Regions from separate parts of the Zea mays genome. Here all the other regions are linked to region 2. A link is a contact called in public Hi-C data. All regions are on one chromosome and are shown on one strand. The core of a region is the stretch at or near the end of the contact, and the rest is flanking DNA. Distances in the headings are between cores, read along the strand shown.

Region 1 (3,318 bases), core at 425-2,924, 130 kb after region 2:
GCAATCAAACTCACTTGTAATTGAGGCAAGAGACACCAAACTTGTGGTGGTCCTTGTGGGAACTTTGTGTTCCAAGTGATTGAGAAGAGAAAGCTCACTCGATCCGTGGATCGTTTGAGAGAGGGAAGGGTTGAAAGAGACCCGGCCTTTGTGGCCTCCTCAACGGGGAGTAGGTTTGAGAGAACCGAACCTCGGTAAAACAAATCTCCGTGTCTCACTTGCTTATTTGCTTGGGATTTGTTTTTCACCCTCTCTTGCGGACTCGTTTCTATATTACTAACGCTAACCCGGCTTGTAGTTGTGTTTATATTTGTGAATTTCAGTTTCGCCCTATTCACCCCCCCCTCTAGGCGACTTTCAGTGGTGTTAACAAATACCCCAGATGTACGTGTGTGTCCCTGGGAAGACAGATTGCATAAGCTTAGCTCCTCATCTGTCTATCGTGCAGTTGTCTCCAATGGAGAAGGCTGTGAGTACTATAAATTCATTTGGGAGAATTGTGCCCCTCCTAAGGTCAAATTCTTCGGCTGGCTGTTGGTGCAAAACAGGATTCAGACCAAGGAGAACCTCCTCAGAAAACATTGCGTTGATGACAGTGTATGCGAGGTCTGTTCGTTGGCTGTGGAAAGTTCATCGCATCTGATCGCTGGTTGTCCTTTCGCAGCTGGTTTCTGGGCAAGGTTGGGGATGAACATTTCTGAGGAGGATGCGCAACAACTTTGGCATGTTCAGCCCCCTGTTCACATGCCCACCGCACACTTCAATACCTTCCTCCTCCTATGTTGTTGGCGTCTCTGGAAACACCGTCATGATGTCGCCTTCCGCTCGCTTTCCCCGTGTTATACGCGTCTCATGGCTGGCTGCCGTGAGGACGCGGAGTTGTGGTCTTGTAGATTACCTCACTCGGATCGTCATGTGTCCCTTGCCTGGGTGATGGTATTCTCCTCTTCTCCTCCTCTGTAACAATCTTATCCGACATGTAACTTGACCATGTATAGGCCCTTACTAATGGCAATGAAAAGGTGGGGTACCTCTCCCCCCGAATTTCTCAAAAAAAAAACCATGCACCGCCCGATCCGCCGGTTATTGCCCATGGTCCATGGTCCATGGAATGGAATGGTGCCGATGGAAAGCGACGCGGTGCTTGCCGTTGCCGGTCGATGCATCCGCGTCTTGTTTATAAATCCGATGCATTGCAGTTGCAGCGCCTGGCGATCCATGTGAAATAATTACGCTTATCTATCCATATATAATACATGTATAAATCCCCGCAATCGGTTTGCCGGAACGGTCCGCGGTGTAAAACCATCACCTTGCATGCCTTCATCCGTTTCTGAAAGAGACGGTGTCTCCCCGTCTGCACGGCTGTTCTCTTGCGGTTGCAGGGATTTTGCTTGCTCCTTCCAGAAAAATAGAAACAGCACTGTGTGGCCTGCTGATTGACGGGGACATCCATGCGAGATTGTTGGTTGGTTGCTTCGGCCCGCTGTTCTCTCGCTCCCAGTTACAAGCTATGACTGGAACAAAGACGTGCTTACAACAATCGTCAGCTGCTACCAGTCCTCTGCTCTGGAAATATCCAAATCCAACAGGAGGAACGATCAATTAGTGGCGGCGCACTTATATACGGTAACATCTCTCGCCATATATTGTCGGCCAGCATATAGCCATGGCAAAGCACAGAGGGATAGAACGATAGACATTAGACAGACAGACAGACGGATAGGTCCAGTGCAAGCAAGCGAGCCGCGAGCGCACATCGTCGTACGTCATCCAGGGAGGCTCACCGATGCGATGCCGGTCCACGTGGCGCTCCTCGCCGCGCCGGCGGTGGCGGCCGGGTTCCTGCGCGCGTTCCAGTTCGCGTTCCTGCTGTGGCCCTTCAACCTGGCGCTGCCGCTGGCGCGCCACCTGCCGCGGGCGTGCGTCGCGCTCCGCGGCCTCGCGTCCTTCTACGACGCCGAGCTGCGGCGCTACGCGGCCGCCGGCGCCGGGCCCGTCCCGCCGCGGAGCCACCGGTACGCCTCGCTCCGCGCCGTGCAGGGGACGCGCGAGGATGCCGCCGTCGCGCGTGCTATGGCCTTGCTCGTCGACATCTCCTACTGACGCGGCTTGCTTCCATTCCCACTCCGCGCGCACTACGTACCGGGCGATCAGATCAGTCGCGTGCGTTCTCGCTACATCCGACCTGAGTATATTCCTCCGAATTTTAGCCTTAGGAGTGTGAGAGTGAAATTCACTGGGGGTCATCAGACTTGTCCTGCGTTCTCATGTACTCCTAAAACCAGATTTAAAGTAAGCCAGGCTTTAAAGTAAGCCACTGCTGTCTCTTACTGCTATTTGTTTGTTTGGCTGTTGATGAGTACGGCCGGGGTGCCCGGGTAGCTGAAACCGCTCTCGATTACGCCAAAGCCGAACCAAACATGATGGAACGTGATATGCTAGCTCTCGCTGATAACTGTTTACGACACACACACAAAAAATCAGCCGATCGACCTGAAAGTGATACTTGATCCGGATTTGTGGTACAGAGGTCTATAGATGGCCAATAAGCATGAGGCCCGTGAGCCCGGCACGAAGCCCACTTTTTAGGTCCGGTCTGAGCCCGACACGGTACGAATAAGCGGGCGAGCTTAGATAGGAAACTAGGCACGGCGGGCTAGCCCGACACGGCCCGTTTACCTCTAAGCCCGTTAAGCCTGTTTTTTACACTAAAACGTGCTTACCGGCCCGTTTAGCCCGCTTTTCGACCCGTTTTTTCGTGCTAAACGGGTCGGGTCGGGTCGGCCCGGTTAGACCCGCTGCGGGCCGGGTTTGGACAGAAAATAAGCGCGCGGGCTCAACAGACCCGGCCCGATTTTTGGTCGGGCTTCACCGGACCCGGAACGGGCCGGCCGGCCCGTTTGGCCATCTCTATTGAGGTCACAACCTACTATACTTGAGATCCAGGTTTGCATGTACGCAGATTTCCGCCGATCGCTCGCCGTCCGTCCGCCCGGCCGGCTTGACGTGCGCTGCTCTTGCGTGCTAGCTAGCTTTTCCCTTTTCCGGGCTTTTGGCATTTCACCGAGGCATGGTTAGAAAAGGCGAGCCTGACAGTAACATGGCTAGGGATAGAAATGCACATACGCTTGCATGCATGAGTCCCCATGTTTTAGGCCACTTCCTAGTCCCTCCTCCTCCAAACTTCACCGAAACTCTAATGAGACCTAGTCTGGTTTCTTTAGTCACATAACTAAACTTTAGAGACTAAATTTTAGTCCATGTATGATTACATTGATTAAACCTGACTAAAGAACATTAATTAGTGTGAATAAT
Region 2 (3,405 bases), core at 37-2,536:
TGAAGAGTGCACGTATAGTGTTCAACTGCTGTCTCTACTCTCTACTCCCTGCCCCCCATGAATTTGCCGCAGGGCACACCTCCTCTCTCACTGGATCCGACGAGCCGTGCACCGCGCCAGTCTGGCTGCAGCAGCACCACAATACCACATGTTGCTTTGCTTCGCCGAGTCGAGTTCACCAGGACGGAAGGGACATCTTGCACGGCGAACTGAGCGTGTGGCGGTGTGGGAGAGAATGTGGCGATGTCGCCGTCGGTGCCGTCTGTATGGTGGACGCTCTGCGTTTGGTTGCAGTGACATCGACATGGCGTATGCATTTTTGGCGTGGCGCCAAGCGCAACAGCTACGAGATGCGGTGCCGAACCTGTCTCACGATCTCACTATCTACGCCCGTGGATCCGCGGCCCACCGGTCAGCGAGGTGAACGTGACCTCGGTCGCGCCCGTTTCTTCTTCTTCTTCTTCTACCGGGCGTCATGCTCGTGCGTAGGACAGGACAGCGGACAGCTAGCTATAGCTGCTTGGGCGTCGGCGGGGCGGTGGAAGAACAATTCCCGTCTGCCCGACAAAAGCAGCCCAAATAATTTACCAGCAGTCACGTGGGCCCCGCAGCTCTGAATGAATGTCCGCGGGTCCTCTGCCTCCCCTCCGACTCCCCCGTTGGCAGTGCACACAAGAGGGCCCCGAGTGGCAGGCACGGTAAAAATTCGCATTGATGAGGTGTGTACGTCACTACGTCGTCGTCAGTCTTAAAAACAAAGTGGCCCCGATAGGAGTACAGCGTCCTGCTATGCTAGCTAGTACTGTAGCTACCGCGCGAGACCCGCAGGTATCGAAGGGGCAACGGCTCCTTTTCAAACATTCCCCCGTGCAAATCCGTCGCTCTCGGCATTCGGCTACTTGCGTTGCATGGCTCCAACGTTTGCCCAAGTGCTTGCTCGTACACGAAATCAGCAACATATTATTATTATAGAAATACTAGAAGTTGGGTATAACGTGGCGTCAAGCGGAGCAATCCAGGACGAGGGCTCCGGTAGTTAGCCCTGTGCGTGCCTGTCTGTACGCTTGGCTGATCTGCATTTCGTTTTCAGAGCTGTTGGTGCTCGCCATCCCAGACAGCGTTTCTTCTCCCATCCGTGATCTGCATTTGAACTGCCAAGCAGCTAGCTGCGTGCGTGCTTTGCCGTTGCTGTTGCTGTCCCCGCTAATGAGCTCCTCCGTACACTTGGCCAAAGAAGCACGCTAAACTCCACGTACCACCCACGTGCCCCGGCGACCACCCTCTGACCCTCGTCCCCGTCGTTCCCCAGATCTCCTCTCGCATCTCGCATCTCGGCGTGCCACCACCACTCCGCTCCACCGCTACACTGAAACCAACCACCACGCCACGGCACGGGCACCACCCAAACCCATCCCTAAATCCCGAGCCCCAAAACCCCCGTACGCGCTCGCCGCGCCGCAATGGCACACCACCGCCGCGCCCCGCTCCTCCCCATCCTCCTCCTCCTCCTCCTGCTCGCCACCACCACGGAACCCGCGGCGCCCGGCGCCGCATCGCACTCGGAGCCGACGCTGCCAGTGCCGCCGGTCCAAGCCGCCGCGGTGCCCCCCGCCGCGGCGCTGGCGTCGACGCCTCCGCCGGTCTCGCCCTCGGCCGCGGCGCTCGCGGCATTCCTCGCCAAGGCCGACCCGGCCTCCCGCCTGCGCCTCCCCAGCCCCGCCGCCTCGCCCTGCTCCCGCCCGGGGGTCACATGCACGGCCACCGCCCATATCATCCGCCTCGTCCTCGAGTCGGCGGGGCTCAACGGGACGTTCCCGCCGGGCACGCTCTCGCGCCTCGCCGAGCTCCGCGTGCTCAGCCTCAAGTCCAACGCGCTCCACGGGCCCGTCCCGGACCTCTCCCCGCTCGCCAACCTCAAGGCGCTCTTCCTCGCGGGGAACCGCTTCTCGGGGCCCTTCCCGCCCTCGCTCGCCTCCCTGCGCCGCCTCCGCTCCATCGACCTCTCCGGGAACAGGCTCTCCGGCGCGCTCCCGCCCGGCATCGAGGCCGCCTTCCCGCACCTCACCCTCTTCCGCCTCGACGCCAACCACTTCAGCGGCACCCTCCCGCCCTGGAACCAGTCGTCGCTCAAGGTGCTCAACGTCTCCTACAACAACTTCTCGGGGCCCGTGCCCGTCACGCCCGTCATCTCGCAGGTCGGCGCCGCCGCGTTCGCGGGCAACCCCGAGCTCTGCGGCGAGGTGGTCCGCCGCGAGTGCCGCGGCTCCCACCTCCTCTTCTTCCACGGGGGCGGCGCGAACGGTACCGCCGCTCCCCCTGTGCAGAGCGCTGCTGCTAGCGACAGCGGGCCGCAGCGGGAGAACCTGAGCGTGCCGGATTCGTCCGTGCCAAATGCGAAGAGAGCGAGACGGAGGATGACCAAATTGGCCGTCGCGGTCGCTGCCGGGTCTGTCCTCGCCGCGCTTCTTGTCTACGCCATGATTGCGATGAAGAGGAACAACAAGCGGAGGCGCCCGAGCACCGCGTCGTACGAGAGCCCCAACCCCAAGAAGAGCGCGCCCGCGTCCGAGGTGAGCAGGGACAATGCTGACATGGGCTACGTCGAGTGCGTCCCCGACGAGGAGACGGCGGCCATTATGGTGCCGGAGGAGAAGGCACGGCGCCTGGAGCGGAGCGGGTGCCTGACATTCTGCGCGGGCGAGGCGGCGAGCTACAGCCTGGAGCAGCTCATGCGCGCGTCGGCAGAGGTGCTCGGCCGCGGGAGCGTGGGGACCACATATAAGGCGGTGCTCGACGGCCGGCTCGTGGTCATTGTCAAGAGGCTGGACGCCGCCAAGATTGGCCCAGCGGCACTGGAAGCAGAGGCGTTCGAGCAGAACATGGATGCTGTTGGCCGACTGCGCCATCCGAACCTTGTACCACTCCGAGCATTCTTCCAGGCGAAGGAGGAGCGGCTGCTTGTGTACGACTACCAGCCCAATGGCAGCCTCTACTCTCTCATCCATGGTAAAGTTCCATGTTCTTTGCTCAGTATCTGAGTCGTTAATTTTGTAGTACACCATAATATCTTATATGCTGTAGTTGTTTGGACAAACTAAACTCATTGGTGTTGGGAACAATTCTAGTACCTGCCTTTACATGTTGTACTACCACTAGATTATTAGTGGCCTAGGCTGGCATTAGCTTTCTAAAGTAGGGATTCTTCACTCCAACAAGACCACATATTGTATATTGAAATTCAGAAGACTTGGGCCACGTGAAAACCAAGCAATAGAATGTGATCGCTACTAGTGGGCCTATATCTATATGTAACTCTGTAAGGAATGCTTTATTGGTATCTTTTCTCTGAGAAGTGAGAACCCATTAAACAAAGCATACATGCATTGTTAAGTGTCCCTAGCTACA
Region 3 (3,532 bases), core at 162-2,661, 180 kb after region 2:
CATTTATCTGCCCCTCCCTTTTTTTTTCTTTGGCTTGTTTTGTTTTCGCGGTCGTTACTGCTGCGTCGAAGACCTGAAGACGATACAGCAGTGCGGTGTTTGCATGAGAGGAGAGGTCGTCGGTCCCATGCACTCGATCACGCCCCTTTAACTTGCACTGTACCAACTCCACCCGCTCGCTGAATTGACCCGGAACGTGGATCACGATACCATGGTAGGGCCACGGAAAAGAGGAGCGCCAAACAGAAACCAAAAGGGCAAACAGGACGCGTACGCGTGCATGGTTCCGAAGCTAGCATAGCATAGCATAGCATAGCATCTCTACTGGCTGGCACCTACTCCCTCCGTTTCTTTTTATTAGTCGCTGGATAGTGCAAAATTACATTATCCAGCGACTAATAAAAAGAAACGGAGGGAGTACTACTCTAGCAGCGAGTAGCAAGCTTTGCTGTGTCCACACGAAAAAAAAACGCATCAAGCAGTGGCACGTAACGTAGCCGCGGAGGCTGGCTTGGCTGGCTGGAAAGAAAGAAAGACGCGCGGCCTGGAAAGGAGCGTGCGAGCTGCCGGCGTGCCGGCCCTGCTCGTTCGGCTGTGGTCCTCGGTGTCCTCTCCCGGCCCCTCCCTTCCTGCTGGGTGGCGGTGGCGGTGGCGGTGGCGGTGCCGCTTTCCAACGTCCGCCGACCGCGACCACGAATGATCGATGATGGGAGCGGTCAATTTGCGCGCGTCTCCGTGTTGGCACAACGTCTCCGGGCACGTACGTACGTAGTAGTGGGTTTCCTCCTTTCCAAGCAAGTGAGCAATCATTAGCGGCCCCTCCAGAAAAAGAAGAACAACTTGTCAGGTGTGGTCGACCGTCACACCATCATCAGACGACGACCTGGCTGGCCCGTTTGGAGGGGCATCTTGCGCCCCGGCCCCCGGTGCCGTCGTCACATGCCCGCTCGATCCAGCGAGACAACAGCCGCCGTTAGTTAGTTAGTTCGTTCGTTGAGCTGGAAGAGGATGAAGAGAAGAATTCCACAAGTTCCTCTCCTTTTTTTTCGGGTTAATTCTTGGTCACAAATGGTATGGCGTGGACCTGGGCATAGGCAGCAGCAGCAGCAACACAGCACAGGGAGCCGGCCGGAAACGGAGGAGGGCGGAATTCCTTCTCCGGAACAGCGGCAGGCGGAGGGCTCGGCGGGGCCGGCAACCGGCGTGGACTGGACCCCGCCGCTGTCGTCCCGTTCCTTGTCGGCGCGCTTCGCCTGGGCCTGGCGGCAGCTAGCGACCGGGCGCGTGCAGGCCAACACAACAGGCAGGTCGGGAAGGAAGGAAAGGCACTGTCGCCCGATAGCGAGGCGCCACTCCGCCACTACCCACTACTACAAGTAGAGCCCGAGGGCGGCAGCGCACGCGCCCCGAGGCTCTGGCGTGGCGGGGCCATGTCGCGCACCACCGGCCCAGGCCGCCGCAAGCCCACTTGCACGCGGTCGGGGTGCGGGCGTTGTTTATTTATTAATATTAATTAATAATCCAGCCGGCACGCTGGAGCCAGAACGAACCGTCCAACTGCCGGCGGAGTCGGCAGTGGAATTCCAGAGCACGAGCATTATCCACTCTGTCCGTGCGTCCGGCCGCCCCTCGCAGCCCGCACCAGGTCGTCGTCGCCTGGTTTTCTCTTCGTTTTTATTGCTGCTACCAGCAGTGTTGATGATACTCTGCCGCGCACTGGGCCAGGCCAATGAATGATGATGATGATTCCGTTCCATGGTTTTGTTTTGATTTTTCTTTTAATAATACAGCAAGTGAGCGACGAACGGAACGCCTCGTTGTATTCCTGGTTACTCCATCCACCAGCACCCCGGCTGCTGGCTGGCTGGCTTTGTTTATTGGGGGCCGTCGCGGACAGATAAGATAGCAACCCGGCTCCACCACCTCCCCACCCCCACTGCGCGGCCCGGGCCGTCGTCGCTGTCGCGGCCCTGCGCTGCTGTCTTCGTCTCCATCACACCTCTCCATCCTCATACTGCACACGTAACGTACAGACGATAAAACAGCCAAGCCAATGCCTAGATCATCCAGATAGACGCATGATTGCCGTTCTCGATCTGGCTTGTATATATTTGGACGGAGCACCGTACGTACTCCGGCCCCGTCGGCCGTCGCTCTCGCCGTGTCTGCTCGACCACCTTTGCTGCTGCCTGCCGGCCATCCGTCAGGGCAGGTGGTACGTACAATTAGAATGTACAGCTCGACGCCACCACACGTATATATATTCATGGCCGCACCGACCGGCGTTGTTGCATGGGCATGGCGCGCCTGCCACTCACTGCCAGGGCCCCGCGGCGCCTCCGACCGCCGCATTCATTTGAATTCAACACGGGCGAGGCAGAGCCGCGTGCAGCGCGCACTCGGGGTCAGATGCTTACAAACAGATGGATGCAGTTCACCAGGGAGGCAGGGACCAGGTCATAACCTGGTACCACGAGTAAATACTGGATCTAGATAGCCGCATGCGCTGTGTTCCAGTACGGCGTCTCGTACTGGTCTGGAGCTCGGTTGGTCTACAGGCAGCAAGCTGGTGGTGTGCGTACGGCTCCCGCGCGGACCCAGGCCCAGAGAGTGCGTGACGCCAGCCGAGAACGCGGGGCGTGTGAATGCGGACGCCACCGACATCATTGATGTTGTACTGCGCGAGTCGTTGCGTCCACCGCGCGATTTTCATAACAGAACTCCCTCCCACCCACCCACCCACCCACCCAAGTCTTTGAAATCGGTTGGGGCACACACCTACCTGCACACGGCCGCGGCACCCAACACCTGCTCCAGCTCCGCTGGGTCCCGTCCCGTCCCGTCCTGTTCCCGTGAGGAGGCGACGAGCCGACGACTGGACCGCCCGTCCGCACCCCACCTCACCTCACCTACGCCGCGGATCGGATCGTGGACGGGATTCCTCCACACCCACCCACCCACCCACCCTATGCCGGCGGCCCTCTTCTCGTCTGTAGCCCTAGCCGCCGCACCGACCTGCACTGCCCCCGCCCCGCCCCCTAGCATTTGCCTGCACCGACCGAGCTATAAAAGCGACCACGCAGACACCTGGCCCCTACGCCGCGCCGTGGTCCACGCGTCAGCGCCCCGCCGTGCCGTCGCGGCAGGGTGCAACCGTGCAAGTGTAACGGGGGACGTGGACAGGATGTGGACGCGGTTAGCCCGCCGCGGACGTCATTAACGTGAATGATTGGGGGGGTGGGGGTTAGATAATGGGCGGCCGATGCCGTCGCTGGCAAGCAATTTGACGTCCCGTGTCCGGATTATTCGGCCGGCCGAGGAGGATGGATGGGGTGAGGTTCCGTGGACGAGGGGGCCACGTCCACGTCGACGCGCATCACCCCCCGACGCCACATGGACATGTCGGCGGTGCGCGCACTCTCGCCCCTATCCGAAGACCGAAGCCGGCGGCGGTTGGTTGGGGGTTGGACAAATTAGTACGCGCACCAAACGTACGGGCGCCTGGGCAGGCAGAGGCAGGTGCCCGCGCCCT

What was found. Hi-C and Micro-C count contacts between places; a contact is called where the count stands out from the background.
Region 1: a contact with region 2 is called in a Hi-C map of leaf, with 6 times the contacts expected there. The contact joins the promoter of LOC100278436 here to the promoter of LOC100191370 in region 2. A contact is called at or near these places in 7 of 25 Hi-C or Micro-C datasets (bundle sheath, ear, endosperm and 3 more).
Region 3: a contact with region 2 is called in a Hi-C map of tassel, with 2.6 times the contacts expected there. The contact joins the enhancer-like site here to the promoter of LOC100191370 in region 2. A contact is called at or near these places in 2 of 25 Hi-C or Micro-C datasets (leaf and tassel).

The regions. Positions count from the first base shown.
Region 1 is chr2:5,709,243-5,712,560 of Zm-B73-REFERENCE-NAM-5.0, forward strand. LOC100278436 reads left to right here and starts at 1,675. Exons shown (of 1, transcript NM_001151715.2): 1 at 1,675-2,312. The coding sequence starts at 1,790. The coding sequence ends at 2,227.
Region 2 is chr2:5,575,623-5,579,027 of Zm-B73-REFERENCE-NAM-5.0, forward strand. It overlaps LOC100191370, which reads left to right and starts at 1,287. Exons shown (of 2, transcript NM_001367456.1): 1 at 1,287-3,006. The coding sequence starts at 1,461.
Region 3 is chr2:5,756,255-5,759,786 of Zm-B73-REFERENCE-NAM-5.0, forward strand. No RefSeq gene overlaps it. Among protein-coding and RNA genes, the nearest start is that of LOC111591036, 8.1 kb to the right of the region's middle. Within about 2 kb of position 1,412, at least 19 of the 20 cell types and tissues checked have an H3K27ac peak or open chromatin away from gene starts, as enhancers often do. A contact at or near this core is called in leaf and tassel, where this site is marked.